Regions from separate parts of the Mus musculus genome. Here regions 1 and 3 are each linked to region 2. Evidence: chromatin contacts called from public Hi-C and promoter capture Hi-C data. All regions are on one chromosome and are shown on one strand. Each heading gives the region's core, a stretch centred on a gene start, on an enhancer-like site or on the middle of the called end of the contact. The rest is flanking DNA. Distances are from core to core; before and after follow the strand shown.

Evidence for each region. Promoter capture Hi-C pulls out the DNA fragments that hold promoters and counts their contacts. A called contact is a pair of places that touch in the nucleus more often than the background predicts.
Region 1: a Hi-C map of bone marrow-derived macrophages shows a contact between it and region 2, with 22 read pairs. The contact joins the promoter of Dnah2 here to the promoter of Alox8 in region 2. A contact is called at or near these places in 17 of 39 promoter capture datasets (the 3T3-L1 cell line, cranial neural crest, embryonic stem cells and 11 more), 1 of 15 datasets of contacts at CTCF or cohesin (large pre-B cells), 3 of 484 Hi-C or Micro-C datasets (bone marrow-derived macrophages, group 2 innate lymphoid cells and uterus), 4 of 115 datasets of contacts at active chromatin or transcription factors (bone marrow-derived macrophages, embryonic basal ganglia, embryonic forebrain and 1 more) and 3 of 9 other capture datasets (adipose tissue, macrophages and pancreatic islet).
Region 3: a promoter capture Hi-C map of embryonic stem cells shows a contact between it and region 2. The contact joins the enhancer-like site here to the promoter of Alox8 in region 2. A contact is called at or near these places in 14 of 39 promoter capture datasets (the C10 cell line, the HPC-7 cell line, cranial neural crest and 9 more), 6 of 484 Hi-C or Micro-C datasets (bone marrow-derived macrophages, cortical glia, group 2 innate lymphoid cells and 2 more), 4 of 115 datasets of contacts at active chromatin or transcription factors (T-cell acute lymphoblastic leukemia, embryonic basal ganglia and embryonic stem cells) and 5 of 9 other capture datasets (adipose tissue, embryonic stem cells, liver and 2 more).

Annotation. Positions count from the first base shown.
Region 1 is chr11:69,547,813-69,550,512 of GRCm38.p6, reverse strand. It overlaps Dnah2 (dynein, axonemal, heavy chain 2), which reads left to right and starts at 1,405. Exons shown (of 86, transcript NM_001081330.1): 1 at 1,405-1,521.
Region 2 is chr11:69,196,490-69,199,189 of GRCm38.p6, reverse strand. It overlaps Alox8 (arachidonate 8-lipoxygenase), which reads left to right and starts at 1,347. Exons shown (of 14, transcript NM_009661.4): 1 at 1,347-1,527; 2 at 1,615-1,837; 3 at 2,084-2,165. The coding sequence starts at 1,381.
Region 3 is chr11:69,468,195-69,470,894 of GRCm38.p6, reverse strand. The region is part of intron 39 of Dnah2 (dynein, axonemal, heavy chain 2); the gene reads left to right. Among named protein-coding and RNA genes, the nearest start is that of Kdm6b, 53 kb to the right of the region's middle. Within about 2 kb of position 1,419, at least 16 of the 459 cell types and tissues checked have an H3K27ac peak or open chromatin away from gene starts, as enhancers often do. A contact at or near this core is called in embryonic stem cells, where this site is marked.

The DNA of each region.
Region 1 (2,700 bases), core at 156-2,655, 350 kb before region 2:
AAGCTGAGTGTGGGGTAGCAAGAATTTGTTATCCCAGCACTTGTGAGGTGTTGAGGGCAGAGGCTTGTGAGTTTGAGGCCAGTGTAACCTATGAAGCGAAACCCTATTTCAAATACACAACACAATGAAACACATCCAGCGAGGGCGAGCAGAGCAGAACTAAGGGAAACAAGTAGGCTAGGGACCCAGATGCCTAAGCTGCCCTTCCCAACTGTGGAAGGAAGGTCGGTGGAGCTTGGCCATCCTGGGGGCGGAGCTGCAGAAGCACAGGCTTGGCTAGCCTTTGCAGTTTAAGAGATACAACTTTCACCTGTTCAGAGTATGGTCTGTGTTGGGGAGTGTTAGCGATAGGAGAAGGGGTAAGGAGTTGCAGTAGAAATTTCTTTCTTTCTTTCTTTCTTTTTTTTTAAATGTGTGTTTATGTGCGTGTGGTAGGGAGCGTTTGTGCAGGCCGTGGCATGCGCATAGAGGGCAGGGGCCAAGTTGCCAGGGTCTGTTCTACCGCGTGGCTCCACAGGATGGAACATTGCTTCTCAGGCTTTGCAGCAGGTGCCTTAACTCGCTGAGCCAACACACAAGACTGCAATAAAAATATCTGGTGGATAATGTTTGATGTTGCAAACTGAGATTTAAGTTAGAATGAAATGTGGGGCTTCTTCCTAACGGGAAAGTGGGCACCCACAGACTCGGGTCTCCCCCTTCCCAGGAAGATGTTCAAGGTCTGCAGGCAGGCGGGGGAAAGAGATGTGGGGTGGTTCGGAGGCAGGGTACTGGCTTGCCTGGACTTGGGGTGATAAGTAGGGCAAGAAAGAAAGACACAGAATGAATGGCCACTACTGAGTACAAGAGTCACGTATGTGGCAGGGCAGGTGTCCGGAGGGAGTTCAAAACAACCAGGTTCGAGGCAGCTGTGATTCTCATGAGGGAATTGAAGCAGTCCGTTTCCTGGTTCTCTATCAGGAACTTAGGCATCAGCTCCCCCAGTGGCACTGACTGGTGGGGTGGGGGTGCCCACGAGCAGCCTCAGGGGGCAGCAGCTGGTGAGTGGGGAGGAATCTGTGTGCTCAGCAAACAGCAGCCTTCGTGCGCACGGGCTTCCTCCTCCCTCATCAATCAGCCACAGCCAAATGTCCCTGCATTCCCACCACCCCAAGGGGACTGGGGCTGGGCCAGGGTCCCCAGGGGAGTGAGAAGGGGATGGATGTGGGGAGCCGGGGTGGGGCTTCGGTTTCCACCCATTGGCCCGAGTTCTCTTTGGAAGCCCTCAGTTCTTCTTGTCATGGAATGACTCTTTCCTGGCTCATGCCACTGGAGGGGGGTGGCCTCAGCTACAAATCACCTGTGGGGGGGCTGCTGGTGGGGAAAGGGGGCAGAGAGATGAGTCAGGGTTGTTGAAGAATCCACTCTGGTTCTCACGGAACTGGTCCAGGGCAGGGTCAGCAGGGCGGTTGCTGGCACAGAGGCCCCGTCTCCCACACTGATCCCTCTCTCCTAATGGATACTCAGGTCAGCCAGTGGCGGGTAAGACCCTGACCCCTTGAACATCTGTCCTTCCAGCTTCTCCTAGCACCCACCTTATTCCCTGCTTCTCACGAAGATCTAGAGGTATGGCACCCACCTCATCCAAAGTTTGCTATTACCCACGGGGGTTGGAGGGTGGGGGTAGGGGGCTGTGACTTCTAGGTCTTAGCTTCTGGCTCCCTCTCCCTCTCAGCCCTTACACCCCTCAGGGACCCAGGCGTCCTGCCCACTCCCTTTACCATAGCAACCATTCTTCTTGGAGTTGCTTAAGACTTTAATATCATTTCATTAAGTCAGTAAGTTCAGAGAAGGTTGGGAGCACAAAGGGACTAGGACTGGGCCCAAAAGGACCAAGGTAGGGGGGAAGAAGGACCGAGGCCCCTCTTCTCCGTGGAGATGGCTCTGAGAAATCAAATATTGACAGTGGGAGAACAGACCTTATTAAATCTGGGACAGGGGTGTGTGTGGGTGACTGTGGGAATGGCCGGGTGCCTGGGTTCTGAGGGTGATAAGGCTCTGGGAGGAGAGAAACGCCTATAGTTGAGGTGGCCCAGGCTAAGGGACCGATCTCAGGGTACAACTGCTCAGTCCCTTTCCTTTGGGATGTGCTTAGACTTGCTACTCTGGTTGTTTCTCAGCTGTCCCCTACAGCCCCTAGGGACAAGCATCCCATCACAGCTGTGGCTGCGCCCCCCCCCTCCCTTTACCTCCACCTCTGCTGATGAGCTTCAGCGGCGTTTAATCGGATTGAGCAGTAATTAGCAAAGCAAGATGTTTGATTACCTATTTAGCATAATGTGGGGGGCTGGGATCCCTAGGCACAGCCACCGTTGAGAGGGGAGTCAGAAGAGAAAAAGGGTCTATGCAAAGTTCCTTTCCCTGAGGGATTTATGAACCTGCCCTTGAGGATCCCCATCCCAAGCCTCCCCACAAATTTTCAGTCCTTTGGGACTTTTCCCTCGGGATTCTGACCAGTCACATCACCCCTCTTTACCATCTGGCTGGAAGATTACCTATGAGTTCCATCCCAGCCCCGTGTACTGTGCAGCTGTTGGTTTTAGGGTGTGGCGCAGCCTCTTTCCTTCAGTCCCTGCTCTCTCAGCAACAGGAGTCTGGGCTGGGCCAAAGACCACACAAATCAGAGCTCAGAAACTCATCTTCAGGATAATGGCGGCAGCT
Region 2 (2,700 bases), core at 98-2,597:
AGGGGGTGGGGAGAACTGTGTCATTGCTACTTTGTCTATAACCAGGTCAGCCTAGCATATATTCACCATAACTCTTCTCTGGGTCATCCCACATCAGTCCCCAGGGAGTAGGACATCAAACCTAGGAGCCAACACGAAGGTTTCACCCTTTGATAGTAACAAGAAAGCTGATGTAACACACATACTGAATAATCTTGGTTGCTTCTACCTCTTTGCAAAACTTTCAAATTTTTTAGCAACTTGGAGCCTGAATCCACTGCCCTTTTCCAGCGATCTTCTCTTAGCCTAGGGCTCACACACATCCCTGTGCCATGACTTCCAGGTAGGCACCCATAGGGACCACTATACTTGGATGTCTAATGGGCACAGCAAAGAGGATTTCCCAAATCTGTTGTTTCCCTCAAGGGCAAACTCTGTCACTGTCTTCCTTCTGACATCCCTCTCACTCACTCCAGCTCTGCCTTCCCTTCTCCAGTGATCTCAGGGCCTTTGCACAGACAATTCCCCAACAGTAAAACAGCTTACCTAGACATACCACTTGAAAACATATATTTAGTATTATTCTTGATATCTTATTTGAAATTTCACATATGCACACAATGTACTTGACTATATCTACCCCATCCCCCCTACAGCTCTCCCCGACCTTCCCTCAGGTCCCTCCCAACTTCAGATCCTCCTCCTTTTAATAACACACTGAGTCCAATAATTGGTGCCCATAAACACATACCCTGGGCTCACCTCTCACCACCTCTGGGTCTCTGAGGGCCTTTCTCTCGAGCCAAACTTCTCAGGCTCTCACATCAGCAGTGACTGACATCTTCCCCAGCATTGATTATCCTCTAAACTCTAATACATGCTTAGAGCATTTGAATGTCTTTTCCCCCTTGCACTTGACCTTAGTAAACAGTCAGGCAAAGCTAGAGTATTGCCTGGACCCGCACTGGCAGCATCTAATAGTCCTGGCCAGTGATGGCTCTCAAAATCAGTTATTAAAGAAGTGAAAGCAGCCTTGTGGCGTGGGAAGAGTTAAAGGAATGGGGAAGTGGACCCTCACTCACATTTAAAGCTAAGACAGCATGTAAATAAATTTTACACTTGTACCCCACATTCCAGTTGGGTCTGGAACTCACCCTGTGGACTTCAGTCCACTTCCTGTCTCAGCGCCACCCATTGTGACTCCAGGTTTCAGTGTGTCAACCCACCTACTACTTGTCCTAAATTCTAAGGCTCTTCCTGATGGCAAGGAAGCTGAAGGGGAATTCAGTGGGTAGCGAACACATTTCCCCTTAACCTGGTCTGATGGGCGGGGCATCGCTGAGGTTAAATCACCCTGCCAGGTAGTCCAGCTTGCAGTAGAGAGCTAAACTGGTCAGGAGGATGGCGAAATGCAGGGTGAGAGTATCCACGGGGGAAGCCTGTGGGGCTGGCACATGGGACAAAGTGTCTGTCAGCATCGTGGGAACCCACGGAGAGAGCCCCTTAGTACCTCTGGACCATCTGGGCAAGGAGTTCAGCGCCGGTGCTGTGAGTTTTTGGGGAGCAGGCAATGGCGACTGTGGAGGAAGGCAGCCCAGGGGGACCATCCTCAGCATACTAAACAACCCCTCCTAGGAAGAAGACTTCGAGGTGACGCTTCCCCAGGACGTAGGCACTGTGCTGATGCTGCGAGTCCACAAAGCACCCCCGGAAGTGTCCCTCCCGCTTATGTCTTTCCGTTCTGATGCCTGGTTCTGCCGCTGGTTCGAGCTGGAGTGGCTACCTGGGGCTGCACTCCACTTCCCCTGTTATCAGTGGCTGGAAGGGGCGGGGGAGCTGGTGCTGAGAGAGGGAGCAGGTGAGGGGACTGGGGCTGCGGGAGGCACGCAGCAGTGTGTCGCAGGCTAAGCTTGGGGAGTGGAAACCAGGAAAGGGCAGAGGAGGAAGGAGGGGACTGGCAGAAGCAGGAGGTGGTGGCAATCAGCTTGCAGTGGAAGAAGTGTACCCGGGGTGAGGGGACTGGTGGGTTGACAGCAGTAGGAGGGAGAAAGTCTGAAGCCAGAGATCAAGAGAGGATCCTTTCCATCCACGCCCTCACCCGCAGCAAAGGTGTCCTGGCAAGACCATCACCCTACACTGCAGGATCAGCGCCAGAAGGAGCTTGAGTCCAGGCAGAAGATGTACAGGTGAGGAGGGAGATAGTGACCCCTGCAGGAGGACTCACTTATGGGATGGGAAGGAGCCAAATCAAGGACTAATCCCAGACACAGTAGTGTTGGCATTACTGGGCAACTGAGAGAAAAGCAGATTCGCAGGAGCTCTGACTCTGAATGTGATTGAGCAGAGAGACTGGCTTCTTTCCAAGCCTTTCTGGTGACGCTGGCACCCACTGAAGGTTGAAACCCACTGCTCTAACAACCCTGTCCTGTGGCTTATGCCTTCTCCATCTCTCTCTGTGGTTGTTATTGCTTCCGTTTCTCTTTTCTCTCACTGGTGGGGTTGTTGCTTTCTCCCGTAAATACAGGCAGAACTCCCAGCAATTAAGGGTGACCTTCAAAGCCATTCCTAGACAGTACAGAAACTCTCAGACAGGGATGCTTTCCATCTTATCAGCTCAACATAAAGAGTTAGAGCAGAGAGCTACCTACATACTGAAATTACAGTAGGTGGGAATTTCAAGGGGGTAAAGTCAGCTACTGTACTCAGGTGGACATTTTCAAA
Region 3 (2,700 bases), core at 170-2,669, 270 kb before region 2:
ATTCACGCCACACGGCAGGAGTCACTCTCGATAGGAGGTGGGGGCTTAGTTAATGTGTGACCCAGAAAAGGTGATGGCAGTGAGACTGACCCCCCTTCCCTCCAGCCTGCACCCCACCGTGCGTGTGCGTGTGCGTGTGCGTGTGCGTGTGCGTGTGTGTGTGTGTGTGTGTGTGTGTGTGTGTAGGGGGTGTGCTGGGGCTGGGCTTGTCCTTGTCTGGCTTGCATACCTATCTGCTTAGGACTTGGTTACCTGCAGGGCCTAGGTTCCCTAACAAAAGAACCCGAACAAACAAGAAAGAGCCTGGTGGAGAAATAGATAGGCCAAGGAGAGGAAATACAAAGCAAACCATCAATGGCCTCTGCTGGGGAGTGGTGGGCATCTCTGCAGACACAGGGACTCTGGGGGTGAGGAGGATAGCCGGTCCCCTCTATGCATTCAGGTCAGCCTGGGCCACCAAGACTCCACCCTGAACAATGATCAGAATTATCCAAGTGAAATTCTAATGAAATGCTATTAAGAAAGGACTATGGCAGACAAAGGGGAGAAGAGATAGGATTTAAAGGAAAATCTAGGTGAGATAACATTCAAACAATTTCAAAAGTCACAGAGAAGAGCATGGAGGGATGAGGTCCTTGCTCACAGCTAAAGGAAATCCCACATAAACGTGGACTAGAACAGTCCTTTAACAGGCTGCCCCTGGGAAATTCTAGATATTGAACAAGAAGACTATTTCAGCTGTTTCCAAGGAGGAAAAGAAAAAAGAGGCAAGAGACTAAAAACAACCACAAACCAGGCTGTTCTGTGTCTCAACAATAATGTTAAGTATGCTAATAATGGAGCAGCCTTCAAAATTCCAGGGGTAAATAATTTCTGACTTCAAATTCTGTCTCATCCAACCTATCTTATAGAAGGCTAGATCAGCTACACTTTCAATTATGCTTATTTCAAACAAACAAAAAGCCTCTAATATGTTCATGAGCCGAGAGAATGTGGCCTCACTAAAGTGTAGGTACAGACTATGAAAAGTTAGCAGAGAAGCAGACACAGGAATACCATTCGTTCAAGAGAAGCTTAAATAAAGCTTCAGGGGTTGGTCAACAGAGAGCCCAAGATGGCAGTCACAGGGTGAGCAGAGAGACAGAAGGCAGTAGGAGGAGATCAAGGCTATCAAGCCTCTTCAGTGCGTGAACCCTTCCTCTATTGATAAATAAAATCCAAAGGCTTCAGGAGTGTGTCTAACAGAGAAATTGATAAGTGATGTGACCATCATTCAGACACTCTTAATTAACTAGCAGAGTTTGGAGTTAGCTTTGTGATAAGGATCTTGAAACCCAGGTAAGCAACAGGCACAGAATCTGTTAGCGCCCTCGGGGCAAACACGCCATCTGGAAGAAAAGTCCCCGCCCTGACGGTAATCCTCGGGAGTGTCTCCTACATGAGACACACCTGAAGCTGAAGGACAAAGGCTTGGGAGTCTCAGGGGAGGAGGTCTGCCAGATCGCTACGCATCCAGAGAGAGCTGGGGAAGCCAAGACAGACAGACAGACAGCACAGCCTTCAAGGCAAAACGCTTTACTGGAAATACAAAGTCACCTCAAGATAAAAAAAAAAAAAAAAAAAAAGGTTCAGATTGTCCAGGAAGATAAAATAGATTGAATTTGGATGTACTTAAGATGCAGACTCAAAAGAACTAAAGCTAAATTGGCTGAGATGTCAGGAGAAATAGATAAACCCATAGAATAGAGGCGGGTTTTAACCTCTTAGTAAGTAAACCAGGCTGACTGAAATTTACGGTCATGGAAGATTTGAACAACACAACGGACAACTTTGAGTTGATTCATAGTTGATTCATAAAGAGCATATAGACACTGAACATGTAAAGGCCATGAGTCTGCCTCAAAAACTTGAAGGCACCCATTCAGCATATGTATTCTGACTACAGTGATAACTACCCTTTTCAGACAAAGCAAGCTTTGCATTTTTATTTATTATTATTATTATTAGTGTGTGTGTGTGTATGTGTGCATGTGAAAGAGTGTGTGTGCATGATCTATGTGTATGGGCATGCCTGCCATAGCACATGTGTGGAGGCTAGAGGGCAGCTTTGTGGAGTTGGCTATGAATGACCAGAGTCAGCACAGGACACAGCAGCAAGACTAAGTTCTCAGCACCACGGGAGATTTATTTGCCCCAGAGGGACAAAGGGCAGGGAATCAGAGACAGATGAGGGTGAGAATGAGGGAGAAGAGAAAAGGAACAAGGGAGAGGGGGAAAGCATAGTTGCTCTGGAAGGACAATGGACTGCCTCTGGATGGAGAGAAGACAGATGCGGCCCCATAGGCAAATGACAGTTTATAAATGGGGGAGAAGAACCCAGTGTTAGGACGAGTTGGTTAATTTTGATTTTGAGGAGTTTGGTTTGGTCAGCACAGCATTCAAGGTGTAGGGGTGTCTCAGATATCTTGCCCAGTATTAGCAGCAGGATGTGGCCTTTTCTTCCAGACTATGCTGAAGCTGGCTGGACCTTGGTGGTCAGCTACCTTTTATATTTACATGGGCTCTGGGGGGGTCAAAACCCCAGATCACCATGCTGGCATAGCAAATGCCCTTGGCCTCGGCACCATCTTGCCATCCCTAAAGCAAACTATAGAAAGATACAACATTAAAAAGTTAAGGAAAGGGGCTGGAGAGATGGCT